Linked DNA regions of Callithrix jacchus: region 2 is linked to region 1. The links are chromatin contacts, called in public Hi-C maps. All regions are on one chromosome and are shown on one strand. The core of a region is the stretch at or near the end of the contact, and the rest is flanking DNA. Distances in the headings are between cores, read along the strand shown.

The links. A called contact is a pair of places that touch in the nucleus more often than the background predicts.
Region 2: a contact with region 1 is called in a Hi-C map of skeletal muscle, with 4 times the contacts expected there. The contact joins two enhancer-like sites. A contact is called at or near these places in 3 of 3 Hi-C or Micro-C datasets (induced pluripotent stem cells and skeletal muscle).

What each region holds. Positions count from the first base shown.
Region 1 is chr19:28,911,522-28,917,991 of calJac240_pri, forward strand. SHISA4 (shisa family member 4) reads left to right here. Exons shown (of 5, transcript XM_002760642.7): 3 at 148-281; 4 at 1,084-1,251; 5 at 1,483-2,767. The coding sequence ends at 1,529. Among named protein-coding and RNA genes, the nearest start is that of SHISA4, 4.9 kb to the left of the region's middle. Within about 2 kb of position 3,255, at least 3 of the 16 cell types and tissues checked have an H3K27ac peak or open chromatin away from gene starts, as enhancers often do. A contact at or near this core is called in skeletal muscle, where this site is marked.
Region 2 is chr19:29,162,354-29,168,823 of calJac240_pri, forward strand. It overlaps ARL8A (ARF like GTPase 8A), which reads right to left. Exons shown (of 7, transcript XM_035281476.2): 4 at 6,085-6,178; 5 at 5,618-5,685; 6 at 5,310-5,380; 7 at 3,578-4,679. The coding sequence ends at 4,630. Among named protein-coding and RNA genes, the nearest start is that of GPR37L1, 12 kb to the left of the region's middle. Within about 2 kb of position 3,073, at least 10 of the 16 cell types and tissues checked have an H3K27ac peak or open chromatin away from gene starts, as enhancers often do. A contact at or near this core is called in skeletal muscle, where this site is marked.

The DNA of each region.
Region 1 (6,470 bases), core at 2,005-4,504:
CCTTCACAGGGACTGGGCAGAGCCCCACAAGGAACCCCAAATCTCAGCATGCTGTGACCCCCCTGCTGGCCAGGAGTTGGAGCCAGCATAATGAGGACTCCCTCCTATGAGTGTTGGAAGGTGAGAGGACCTGTTCTTTGTCTAAAGTCCCAAGACCATAGCAGGCATCGCCTCGGCCGTGATCCTCTTTGTTGCTGTGGTTGCCACCACCATCTGCTGCTTCCTCTGTTCCTGCTGCTACCTGTACCGCCGGCGCCAGCAGCTCCAGAGCCCATTTGAAGGTATACTCAGTACTGGGCAAGATGGGCCTCAGATGGGCTGGGCTAAGCCCCATAATGGGCAGCAGAGAGTTCGTGGATTGGGTAAATTCTGTAATAGTATGTGCTTCTGTATACACACATCTGCCAGCATGAAAACCCAGACCAATGCTTGTAAACCCATGAATATTAGAATGTGCCCAGGGGTATATGGAACATCAGACTGTGTGCATTTCTGTGCATGCACGTGAATATTCAGATGTGTACAGGAGTGCAGTCTGTCGGCAATAGTGAGTGTAGTGGGTGTATGCATGCACATGACTCTTAGTAAGGAGTCGGTTCGGTAATGATGAACATTAATTGAATGTGCCCCAGTGGACAGCAGAATATGTGCCTGAGTGTAGGCATGTGATGCACATATGCCCCAACCTGATGACTTGGGGATGGTGACACCATATGGGAGGTCAGTGTAGGAGGGAAGGCCTAAGAGAAGACCCCCTTAGGGGAAGCTCTGCCGGATTACAGGATACCAGCCTTGAGTTGTTCCCTCCTTGCCCAAGTGGGACATTCCCTGGGCTGTGCTCCCTGGTTCATGAGCTCTCTGAAACCTGCTGAGCGGAGCAAACTTGCTAAATGCAGATTGACCAGCTGGGGCCACTGCACAGCTCCCTGCCCAACTCTGCCAAGCAGGGTGTGGAAGGCAGAGGTGGTCAGCCTGGAGCTTGCCAGAGGCCAGCCCCAGGGTGCTTACCTTGGTTTCCTGGGCAGGAGGAGGCTTCCCATAGCAGATGGGTCTCTGAATACTGATCCTTCTCCTCCTACCTAGGCCAAGAGATTCCAATGACAGGCATCCCAGTGCAGCCAGTATACCCATACCCCCAGGACCCCAAAGCTGGCCCTGCACCCCCACAGCCTGGCTTCATGTACCCACCTAGTGGTCCTGCTCCCCAGTATCCACTCTACCCAGCTGGGCCCCCAGTCTACAACCCTGCAGGTAAGTAAGCAATCCGGAGCCCCTTGCTGCTGTCTTCCCCGACCCCTTGCCCTGGGACCTCCCCTGTGCCTCTCTCATTCTCAGATTCCCTCTCCCAGACTTCCTCCACCTCTAGCCAGAAACCTCCAGGCCCACTCTTCCCTATGGGTCCTGTCTGACCCCAGGGGTAGGGGGTTACTTTTCATCCACCTATGCCACCCCTCACCCTCATCCTTTCTCTTTGGCTTTCAGCTCCTCCTCCCTATGTGCCACCACAGCCCTCTCACCCAGGAGCCTGAGGAATCAGCCGTGTATCTGCTGCCCCCTTCAGTGATGCCAACCTTGGGAGATGCCCTCATCCTGTACCTGCATCTGGCCCTGGGGGTGGGCAGGAGTCCTCTAGTCACCAGGCTCCAGACCAAGCCAAGTCCTGGACACTACTGGGGACAGGGCCCCAGGGAAATGGAACAGGAGCTGAACTAGAACCATGACAGGTTGTGAGGGAGGGCTTGGGATTGTGGGCTGTTTTTACTGGGAGCAAGGGAGGGAGGTGGCAGCCTGGGTCACAGTGCCTGTTTTCAAATAGTCCCTCTGCTCCCAAGATCCCAGCCAGGAAGGCTGGGGCCCCACTGTTTGTCCCCTCTAGGCTGGAGTTGGGGCAGGGAGGAGGTTCCATCAGCAGCTGGCAGTAGCCATCCTCTCTGGCTGCCCCACTGGCCAGGACTCTGGCTGCTGGATTAAAGCTGTGAAGACATAACTCATATCAGTCGCGTCATTGGGTCCATCTGCATCTTCTAGGAGCACTGCCTTCAGCTAGGTCCAAACTGCTGCCCCCGCATATTCCAAAAGTAGGGGAGGGCCAGCACCAGCACCGGAGCACAGCACCATCCTCACCCCCATCCACAGGCAGAAGGAGGGGAGCTGGATGGTTCCTGGGCTGCTTCCTAAAGCCAATGAGGTGAATTTTACCACAGCTCTGAAGAGCTGTCATTTGCATTACAGAGATTCCCTGCTAGGGGTCAACAGTTCTACTACAGCAGAGGCACTGCTAACTGTACAAAGGCTGTTCTCCCAATCAGGTACCCTTAGATTCATTTTGGGCCCCACCACTTTCTGACCTTGGTCATGTCACCAAAGGTCTCCAAGCCTCAGTGTCCTCATCTATTGAATGGGGATAGGCTGGGCATGGAAGCTCACACCTGTAATCTCAGCATTTTGAGAGGCCAAGGCAGGCGAATCATCTGAGGTCGGAGTTCGAGACCAGCCTGGCCAACATGGTGAAACCCTGTCTCTACTAATATATATAAAAAATTAGCCAGGCATGGTGGCAGGCGCCTGTAATCACAGCTACTCCGGAGGCTGAGACAGGAAAATTGCTTGAACCCAGGAGACGGAGGTTGCAGTGAGCGAGATTGTGCCACTGCACTCCAGCCTGGGCAACAAGAGCCAGAATCCGTCTCTAAGTAAATAAACAAATAAATAAAATGGGGATAATACCTCATGGCTGTCATGAGGATGAAATATTATGTACATGAAACTGTTAGTCCTGTCCTTTCCTTCCTGATTAGAGAACCTAGGACTAGGAGGCAAGTGGAGACACTGCTCATGAAGACACTTGTGCCAGGTGCTCCTGTCAGTTGCTTGGATCACCAGTTCCCAGGTGCACGGAGCCACACAGCGGGAGATATGACCTTTTCTCCCCGTCCTCTCACAAATGCTGCCTAGAAATGCTCCTGTCCTGGAGCTGACTGGCTGTCCTCCCTTTCCCTGCTCCCCGAAGTCATGGTCCTTGTGCTCTCAGGACTTGTCTGGTGACAGATCCAGGAAAGGAGGTTTTATCATTTTTAATTCAAGTGGGAAACATGTCAACTTAGCTTGGCAAAGCCCCACCAATGAAGAGCTCCATCCCCTCCCCAAGCTCCTTATCCAAGTATCCCCTAAGCCCAGCCCTCTTTTTCTCCCCATCCCTGGGTACTCCAGCCCCACTGCAGCCTCAGGCTCTGCTCTCCTGCCCTGCCCCCTCAGACCTCTGGGCTCCTGCAGCCCAGCTGGGTTCTGGATATGGCTGACCATGCCCCCAGGGCCTTCTGCCACCCACATAACCTTGAGGATTACCTCTTGTCACACAGCCTGGAAGGCAAGAGCTCCTGAGCCAGGGTTTTGGGGCCAGGGTCAGAAATTCCCCTCTATGGAGCTCTACCCCTAGATTCACAGCTTTCCCCTTCGCAGTGAAATCTTCATGGGGTCCACATGTCTGCCCCTGGATCAGAACCAGACAGGGAGAGGCTGCTGATGCTGGAAGAGACAGTGCTGAGGCCACAGATACAAATCCACTTTCTCTGTGAGGTTGGGGACAAGAGGTGGGAGCTGGAGCCCTGGAGTGCCTGGGTCACAATTTAGGAAAGAGGGTCTCCAGGTCATCTGAGGTTTGGAGTCCAGTCTCCTCTCTGCTGGAAGAGATCTACACATTAAGGTATTTTAGTTTCTCCAAGAAATGATGTGTAAATATATGCAAGTTGATGCCAGTCAGAATTAATTATCCTTCAATCAACAACCTGGTGCCAGTGAAGAAATGCTTTGTAGTCTGGGGTAGGAGGCAGGTTTACCCCAGTCATAGTTGAGACTGGAAGAGTGGAGTTGCCTCATTTCCAGTCAGTTAACTCTGCAAAAAACAAGAGAATTCTAAGAAACGGAGCGAAACTGTGACAGAACAGGACTTTCACATGCTCTGAGCAGTGAAGATGGCTCTCACATATCCTGGAGTTCTTTAAATGGAGGCAACGACCCTACATCTCTTTCCAAAGCAATGCAGTGCCCTCCGACCTCACGAGGGGAGCCCAGCAGGGCCACGGGAGCACAGAGCTGTAGTTGCCCCTCCGGATTGCCTTGTTCCTCAACTAGCACCCCTGAAAGCCAGTCAGGCACCCTATTAGGACAGGCAGGAGTGAGGGTGGGAGGGGCAGTGTCCCTCAAGGATTGGGGGACCTCAGTAGTGTCAACAGGTTCCTCCTATGCTGGGAAGAAATGGTGAATTCTCCAAAGGGCAGTCTGGAAGGCATATGTGGATAACAGGGGCATTTTTATTTTTATTTTTTAAGACGGGGTTTCACCATGTTGGTCAGGCTGGTCTTGAACTCCCGACCTCAGGTGATCCGCCCGCCTTGGCCTCCAAAGTGCTTGGATTACAGGCGTGAGCCACCACGCCTGACCAAGGGTGCATTTTTAGATAAAAACAAGAGGAATGCATTCTTAGGGCAGGAATCTCACCAGGCTGGGCCTGCTCCAGGGAAAGCAGATCTTACAGAGGAATGGGAAGGGTCAGGTGCAGGGAGGGAGCTAGGGCAGGGACACGTGGAAATACAATGGGCAGGAGGGAAATATTGGCAGGAAAGGAGAGACACCCTGGGGGAGGGGAGAAGAGGGGCCAAGAGGTGAACAGAAGTGAGGCATGTGGGAGAGTGGACACTTCAGGCAAGGAGTAACAGACAGAGGGGCAAGTAAGGGAAGGGCCCTAGAGGGCTGGAGGAAGGAGGGAGGGAGGGAGAAGAGGGCCATAGGCAGGATGAGTGGGAGGTGCTGGGGGAGGCGTACTGAGCGGGGCCACACTCTGGGCCACTCTTAGGCCAGCAGCCTGGCCCAGCACCATAGCCATACAGGTGCTAGTCAGGCCAATGTCAGAGGTCGGGTCCTCAGCCTGGCCATGCCAGTGCAGAGTACGGGGTAGCACAGGGCACTCCCGACTTGGTGGTCTAGAAGCTCGTGGGTGACCTGCATCCAGATCTCATGTTGCTTAGAGTGCCACATGTGTGACACAGTGCCCAGGCCTAGAGCCCCTTGCTCACCTGCAGGTGGAGCTTCTGTGACGACAGGTGAGGCCAGCACCTTGACAGCTACTGGTGCCTGCCATCCCACCCACAGACAGCACCATGGCCTAGGTCCCAGTGCTGGCATCTCTTGGAGCAGCCTAGGGAAGATGGAGGGAAAGACACTTTTCCCATCTAGATAGGGTCAAGAGGCAAGAAGCTTGGGGTGTAACAGCTGGGCCCTGTGGGCCAGGAGAGCTGGGAGGTGAAGCCTCCCTCCCTTGGGGGTAAGAGCTAGGGAATGTGATCCCCCAGGAAGTGATGGAGGGTGAGGGGGCAGAGTGGAGGATATGACAGTGGGGGCTTCAGGCAGAGACTGTGGAGGTCAGACCGTGGCTTCTCCCAGGTTGGTAGATTAACCCAAAGGTAGGAGACTTGGGTTCAAATCCTGATTCATCAACTTGGACAAGTCATTTGCTGTCTTCAGACCTCTTTTTTTGTCCCCGTACAGTACAGGCATCAGACAAGGATAGAGCCTTTCTGGCTTTTCCTCCCTAAGTTTTAGGAAAGGAAGCTGGACAGATGGATGACTGCCAGCGCTGGTGGGGCAGGTGGGCAGCAGTGGGTGCATGACCCAGCAGAAATGAAGCCCCCCGGAGTTTGGGCCCCTTTTCCACAGCTCAACAGGCTATCCACCCATCTTCTCCTCCTCCTCCCCCAAACCGCCTCCCTCCCCTGTCCCTAGCACAGCTCCAGCGCGCTCCTGGCGCAGCTGGAGAATCTGGGTTGCGGTCCACCCCCAGGTGGCGCTGCGCTCCCGCATCAGGTTCAAGTGCACCAGAGGAATGATGACATCCCTCATCCAGGGTGGAAACAGCATCCTGCAGGAGAGTGGAGGCAGAGGGCAGCACACTTGTTGCCGGGACAGTGGGGAGTGGTTTTTCTCTCTGGCTAAATTATGTTTGAAGCTTGGTAGAAAGGCCTTCCTAAGGTGACAGGTTCCACTGGAGCCTTAAGATTTGGAGGCAGGTTGTTTGGGTTCAGGTGAGCGTCCAGTGCTTTCCCGCAGCACCGCTAACTGCCTTATTTCAGTGAGGGAAGGAAGGGGAGCTGTTATCAGAAGCAGTTCTATGGCCTGAAGACCTGGGCTCAAAACAAAAACAACAAACGAAAAAGACCTGAGCTCTGCCTTTTATTAGCTGTGTGATCATGGATATATTAGTTAACTTCTCTGGGCCAAACTTTATCTGCAAAATAGAGAGACTATTGGTATCCACCTCACAGAGATGAAGGATCAGCTGAAGCTACCTAAAGCATGTAGCTAGTGCCCAGCGCCCAGCAGGCACAGGGGGTGCAGTGGGGCTGACAGGGGAAGCTCTAGCCGGCCTTAGCTCAGCTCATATCCTTTAGATCCAGGAGCCAGTGTGTGTCTGTCTC
Region 2 (6,470 bases), core at 1,823-4,322, 250 kb after region 1:
AATGAGACAAGATACATCAAGCACCTGAAACCTTTTTTCTTCCTCCCCTTTGGGAATTCAATTCCTTTTCTTTTTTTTTTTTGAGACGGAGTTTCGATCTTGTTACCCAGGCTGGAGTGCAGTGGCACGATCTCGGCTCACGGCAACCTCCCCCTCCTGGGTTCAGGCAATTCTCCTGCCCCAGCCTCCTGAGTAGCTGGGATTACAGGCACGCGCCGCCATGCCCAGCTGATTTTTTCTATTTTTAGTAGAGACGGGGTTTCACCATGGTGACCAGGATGGTCTTGATCTCTGGACCTCGTGATCCACCTGCCTCGGCCTCCCAAAGTGCTGGGATTACAGGCTTGAGCCACTGCACCCGGCCTTTTTTTTTTTTTTTTTTTTTTGAGATAGAGTTTTACTCTGTTGCCCAGGCTGAAGTGCAGTGGTGCGATCTCCGCTCACTGCAAACTCTGCCTCCCAGGTTGAAGCGATTCTTCTGCCTCAGCCTCCTGAGTAGCTGGGATTACAGGCATGTGCCACCATGTCCAGCTAATTTTTGTATTTTTAGTAGAGACAGGGTTTCACCAAGTTTGTCAGGCTGATCTCGAACTCCTGACCTCATTATCCACCTGCCTTGGCCTCCCAAAGTGCTGGGATTACAGGGATGAGCCACCATGCCCAGCAAGGAATTCAATTCTCTAGTGTTATGAAGCAGGCTTGGCCAGAGGATTTTTTTTTTTTTTTTTTTGAGACAGAGTCTCACTCCATCACCAGGCATCAGGCTAGAGTGCAATGGCATGACCTTGGCTCACTGCAACCTCCGTCTCCCAGGTTCAAGCAATTCCCCTGCCTCAGCCTCCCAAGTAGCTGGGACTACAGGTGCACCCCACCACGCCCAGTTAATTTTTTTGAATTTTTAGTAGAGACGGGGTTTCACCATGTTGGCCAGGATGTTCTCGATCTCTTGACCTCGTGATCCACCCACCTTGTCCTCCCAAAGTGTTGGGATTACAGGCGTGAGCCACCGTGCCTGGCCCTTTTTTTTTTTGAGACAAAGTCTCACTCTATCACCAGGCTGGAGTGTGGTGGTGCGATCTTGGCTCCCTGCAACCTTTGCCTCCTGGGTTCAAGCAATTTTCCTGCCTCAGCCTCCTGAGAAGCTGGAACTACAAACAAGTATGCGCCACCACCCCCAGCTAAATTTTTTGTATGTTTAGTAGAGACGGGGTTTCACTATGTTGGCCAGGATGGTCTCAATCTCTTGACCTCGTGATCTGCCTGCCTCAGCCTCCCAAAGTACTGGGATTACAGCTTGAGCTACCGCACCCGCCGGCCAGGGGATTCTTAAATGCAGCCAGGTTTCGGCATCAAAAGGCCCCAAGCATGACAATTTACTTATACTCATGATCTGTTCCCCGTTCAACTTTAATAGTTGTTGGTTTTTTTTTTGAGAGTTGAGAGGTCTCACTATGTTGCCCAGGCTGGCTTTGAACTCCTGGGCTCAAGCAGTCCTGCCTCAGCCTCCTGAGTAGCTGGGACTACAGGTGTGTGTACCACCATGCCTGGCTGAACACATTTTTTAATTTTTATTTTTGAGACAGGGTCTTACTCTGTCACTCAGGCTGAGTGCTGTGGTGTGATCACAGCTCATTGCAGCCTCTACTTCTTGGGTTCAAGCAATTCTCCTGCCTCAGCTTCCTGAGTAGCTGGGACTACAAGGCATGCATCACCACACCTGGATAATTTTTGATTATTTGTAGAGATAGGGCCTTACTATGTTGTCCAGGCTGGTATTGAACTCTGGGATTCAAGTGATTCACCTACCTTGGCCTCCCAAAATGCTGGGATTACATGCATGAGCCACTGCACCCAGCCCCTGGACAAATTCTTTTTTTTTTTTAACTTTTAAAAATTCCTTGTCTTTGTGGTGGAAAAAGGATGAAATTGAAAGGGGGAAGAAGTGGAAAGGAAAAGACAGAAGAATGGGAAAGCGAAAAAGAGAGACTGCTTACCAAACAGCCGGAGGTGTGTGTCTGTGACCCCAAGGCAGTAGGTAGATCTCTTCATGGAGGGAGCACAAGAACAGGGACAGCAGTTTGGTCTCCCATAGGGGTTCCCCCATCCCAGGCTTCAGCACCAAATGTTTAAAATGTGCGCTTTGAATGAAGAGACCCCCCAAATAGGTTTTGTGTGAGCAACATGGCTGTTCATTCACTTGGGTGCAGGTGGGCTAAGTCTGAAAAGAATATGACCAAATTCTTTAAGTCATATTCCCCTGCTGCCTGTAGGCACTGTGGAAGGATGATGCTCGCTTGCTTCCTGGTAACCAGCTCTCTTATCTCAAACCTCAATCCTCAGGGAGGATAACAGGACCTGAGAAGGGCAGCTCAACCTGGAAACAGCCCCAGAGGAGTGAGATTGCTGGTCCTCTCCCGGGATCCCAGGCCCAGGGCAAACCCAGCCGTATTTGTAGCCAGGAGAGGGCAGGCGACAGAGCCCAGGCCCCCCTTCAACCTCCTTAGCCAGGAGGGTACGTCCCATTTCCTTTGGAGTTGGGAGGTACCCTGGAATCACTTAGCTTCAGATGCCAAATTCCATCCATTCTTTCCTCCAACTCTGCGGCAGTGGGGAACTGCCTTTACCGGCAGGCCCTCCTCTGACAGTTCTGATGACTGCCTCCAGGAGGAAGCCCTGGGCACCAATGAAGGTGAGGGGCTGGGGCACCCAGAACCGGGAGTCAAGATCTGCAATCTCAGGACTAAGGGACAATTCCACTCCTTTTTTCCTGAAATGCGAGGGGTGAGAAGAGCAGGGGTGTTCTGCAGGGCCTGCTCCATTTTCCAGGGTGAAGGAGAGGCCGAGGGAGGTAGAGCGGGAGGAGGTGGGGCTTACTGTGAAACTGGGTCAAGATGGCCTCGGCAGGGCTACCAGGCTCTGAGGCAGCAGCTGTGGGCAGTGCCGAGGGACCAGCTCTGACGGTAAGGTCGGGGGAGGACTCAGATCCGGCAGAGGAGCGAGAGCAGGGCTCCTACTGGGAAACGCACAGCATTGGCACTAACTGAGAGGCAGCAAAGGCGGTGAGGATCTCCCAGGCTCTGTGGGCCCAGCCCTACCCCTGGAGCACAGTTAACTGGTTCTGGGGTAGGGACTGGCGGCCAGAGGGACAGGGTTCTGGTTCTGGCCCAACCCTGGCTGCCAGTGAGATCCAGGGCCTGGGAAAGAGGGGCTGAGGCCTGAACTGAGTGTAAGAAAAGGGCAGCGTAGTTTCCATACAAAACAGCATCCAGCCTGTGCCACTGCCTCCTGACCCAGCCCTGGGCAGTTCCCTCAACGAGCTCTGCAGCCCCACGCAGCAGCCGCTGGCTCAAAGCTGGGACTACACGGAAATCTGAAGAGAATGAGAAAGAGAAAGTGCGAGAGCCCGACACACGTGTGGGAGGCCATTTGTACAGTGCCATTGTGCTCCAGGGTGGGCATGTGCTCGCGCCCCATGGCTCTGTTGGTGACCAGCGTGTGGGGGTGTGCTGGTGGCCCTGTGGGCCTGCTGGGCAGCCCATGCCAACTGCAGAAAAGTAACTGGCACCATACACCCCCCCAACACAAAATCGGTCATTTATTTTTGTTCTTGTCATTGTTATTAGGAGGCAAAAAAATGTACAGTTACAAGAATCATTTTCCAAACAGAGGTTAAATATGAGCTGAAAAGTGTAAAAAAGGAAGAGGAACATCACTTTACAAACCATCAAATTAAACAAATAAACAAACAGAACCCAAAGAACCACCCCCCATGCTGAGTTCTCTCCCTGTGCAACTCTGCAAAATGAGAACAGAAAATGAAGTGGGCCGTGGAGGTGGGGGCCCTGGGGAGGGGCGGGAGCTGGGAGCCAGGGACAGGCAGGAGGGGGCTGCTGGGGCATGGACGCTGGCTTTCTGCCCCGTGCTCCTGGTGGTCTCTGGTACCTGGTCGTACCTGGTGGCCCTACCCAGGCTGGGGATCGAGGGGCAGGGCCTCTGGAGGCCCCTGCCAGCCTGTGGCATTCAAGCGCTGCCGGGACAAGCCAGATTGGGTGGTGAAAACACACAGGATGGGGGGCGGCCACCAGTGCCCAGGCTGGTACCTGCCCCAGGTGCCAGCCTCTACCTCTCCTGATCTGAACTTGCCCAAGTACACCTGCGTCTCCCTCCTTCCTCCTGACTACCCCCTCCCAGATCCTGAAAGGCCCCTGCAGCATCAAATGGTTGATTTTAGTCTTTGCTTAAATTAAAAAATTAAAATATATATACATATATATACTGTACACACAGGACAATAACAGAGAGTGTTGGAAAGGGAGGTACAGGAGCGACTGGGGAAGAGCCAGGGGTAGGGCCTGTGGCCCAGGGCTGCTGGGAGGGCGGCAGGGCTGGGTTAAGGGACAAAGGCAAGGGGAAGGGTGAGAAGTTAGGGGGCCAGAATAGGGGGCAATTTATTTTACAATAAAAACAGGAGTTGAAACCTCAGCAGAACAGGACTCTGGGGTCCCCAGAGGGCCCGCCTCACACTGGGTGAGGAGGGGTGGGCTTAGGGGGACGAAGGGGGTGGGCGGGGAGCTCGGCTTCAGGTTTAGATGACGACGGTCCCTGGTCTGAGGGAGAAGGGCTGCAGTCTCAGCTTCTCCGTGACTTTGAGTGTTGAATAAGCCACTGTAGGGTGATATCTGAGGGAGGAGAAGAGAACGGCTTACAAGGCCTGCAAGTGCTGGCCATGCTGGGGCGGCAGAGAGGCCCAAGACACCAAACGTAAGGGCATCAGAAGTCCAGAGGTGCCAGAGCGGTGGCACACACCTGGAGTCCCAGCTATGTGGGAAGCTCAGGTGGGAGGATCGCTTGAACCCAGGAGTGGAGTTGGAGGCTGCAGTGAGCCATGATGGCGCCACTGAACTCCAGCCTGGGTAGCAGAGCGAGACCCTTTCTCAAAAACAAACGAACAAGAATTCCAGAGCTGGCAAGCGCCACACAGCTCTGAACGGTGGTGGCGGGACCTGGTGCTGGGAAAGAGACAGAGCCACAGCATGCCAGAGCCAGCAGGGGCCTGAGAATCACCGCATCCAACTCTGGAATCTTAGAAGTGATGAGGGAAAGCCCAGAGCGGGGATGGATTTGCCCAAGATCACACAACCGCTTGGGAGGAGCTGGGACAGTGCTCAGAATCTGGGCTGCCCGGCTGCCTTTTCTACCTGAGAGCCACAGAGCTTGGACTTAAAGGAACGTGTGGAGCCAGAACTTTTGAGAGCCACGAAAACACCCAGTAAGGCCTCTTCCCTCTCCCTTTGCCCAATCCCACGCACCAATGTTGTCCTTTTCTTTGCAGGAAATGGAGTAGCAGCAGATCTCTCGGTCCTGGATGGCAGACAGATTCCTGGGGGAAACCAGAGCACAGTCGGCTGAAGCTATGATCGCCCAGGGGGTCTGGGGCTAGGGGACAGCAGGGCCTTTTTCCTACTCAAGAGGCTACAAGGAGGGGGAGGCGCCTGAAAAGGTGGGCTCTTCTGCCACCGTGTGGCTAATCCTGAGAACAGCAGCAAGCCTAAACCGTTGGTCTGGCAGTTGGGGAATTGGGAGAGCAGAAAGTAATATAAAGAGCCACCCAACTCACATTTTCTCAATCAGCTCCTTCTCATCCAATGCTCCCGGGAGGTCTCGCTTGTTACCCAGGACTAAGACCTACGGAGAAGGGAGGGTGAGGATGAGGTCTAGGGCAGCTGTGCCCAGGTTGTCTGGGTGGTGAGCTGGCCTCCTGAGCCCGTTTCCTCTCTGCGTCCCTCACCCAGGCTGGAGTGCAGTGGCAAGATCTTGGCTCACTGCAACCTCCACCTCCCAGGTTCAAGCAATGCTCTGCCTTAGCCTCCTGGGTAGCTGGGATTATAGGCACCTGCCACGGGGGTCTCACCATCTTGGCCAGGGTGGTCTTGAACTGCTGACCTTGTGATCCATCCACCTCAGCCTCCCAAAGTGCTTACAGGCATGAGCCATCACACCTGGCCGCCATGCTTGATTTTTCCCTGCCCCCAGTGACTACCCAGCCGGTCTCCCTCCCCATCCCGCTCCCTCAGGTCCGCTGACCGGGATGCCTTGCAGCTGAGGTTTGTCCAGGAGGTTGTGAAGCTCGTTCTTAGAGGCCTCAATCTTCTCCTGGTCAGCAGCATCCACCATGTACCTGGAGACAAAGGCAGGGTGGGGACAAGCATGTTGACATCACAGGCCGAGGTCGTGCAAGGAAGAGAAGGAGCTGCTGCTTGGAGGTGAGAGCCTCTGTGGCAGCTTGTCACCTTGGGACCCACGGGCTACCTTGCTTGGCTCAAGGCAGGTACTCCGAGGATGTTTCTGAATCTATGGGAGCAAAGAGCTGCAGGGATTCCTGGGGCCTGCCATTAGCTTCCAAGTGCTACTCTGGGGAAGCCGTTACTCATGTGGAAAAGCGTGGGCCCTTTAGGATTAGCTATAAATCC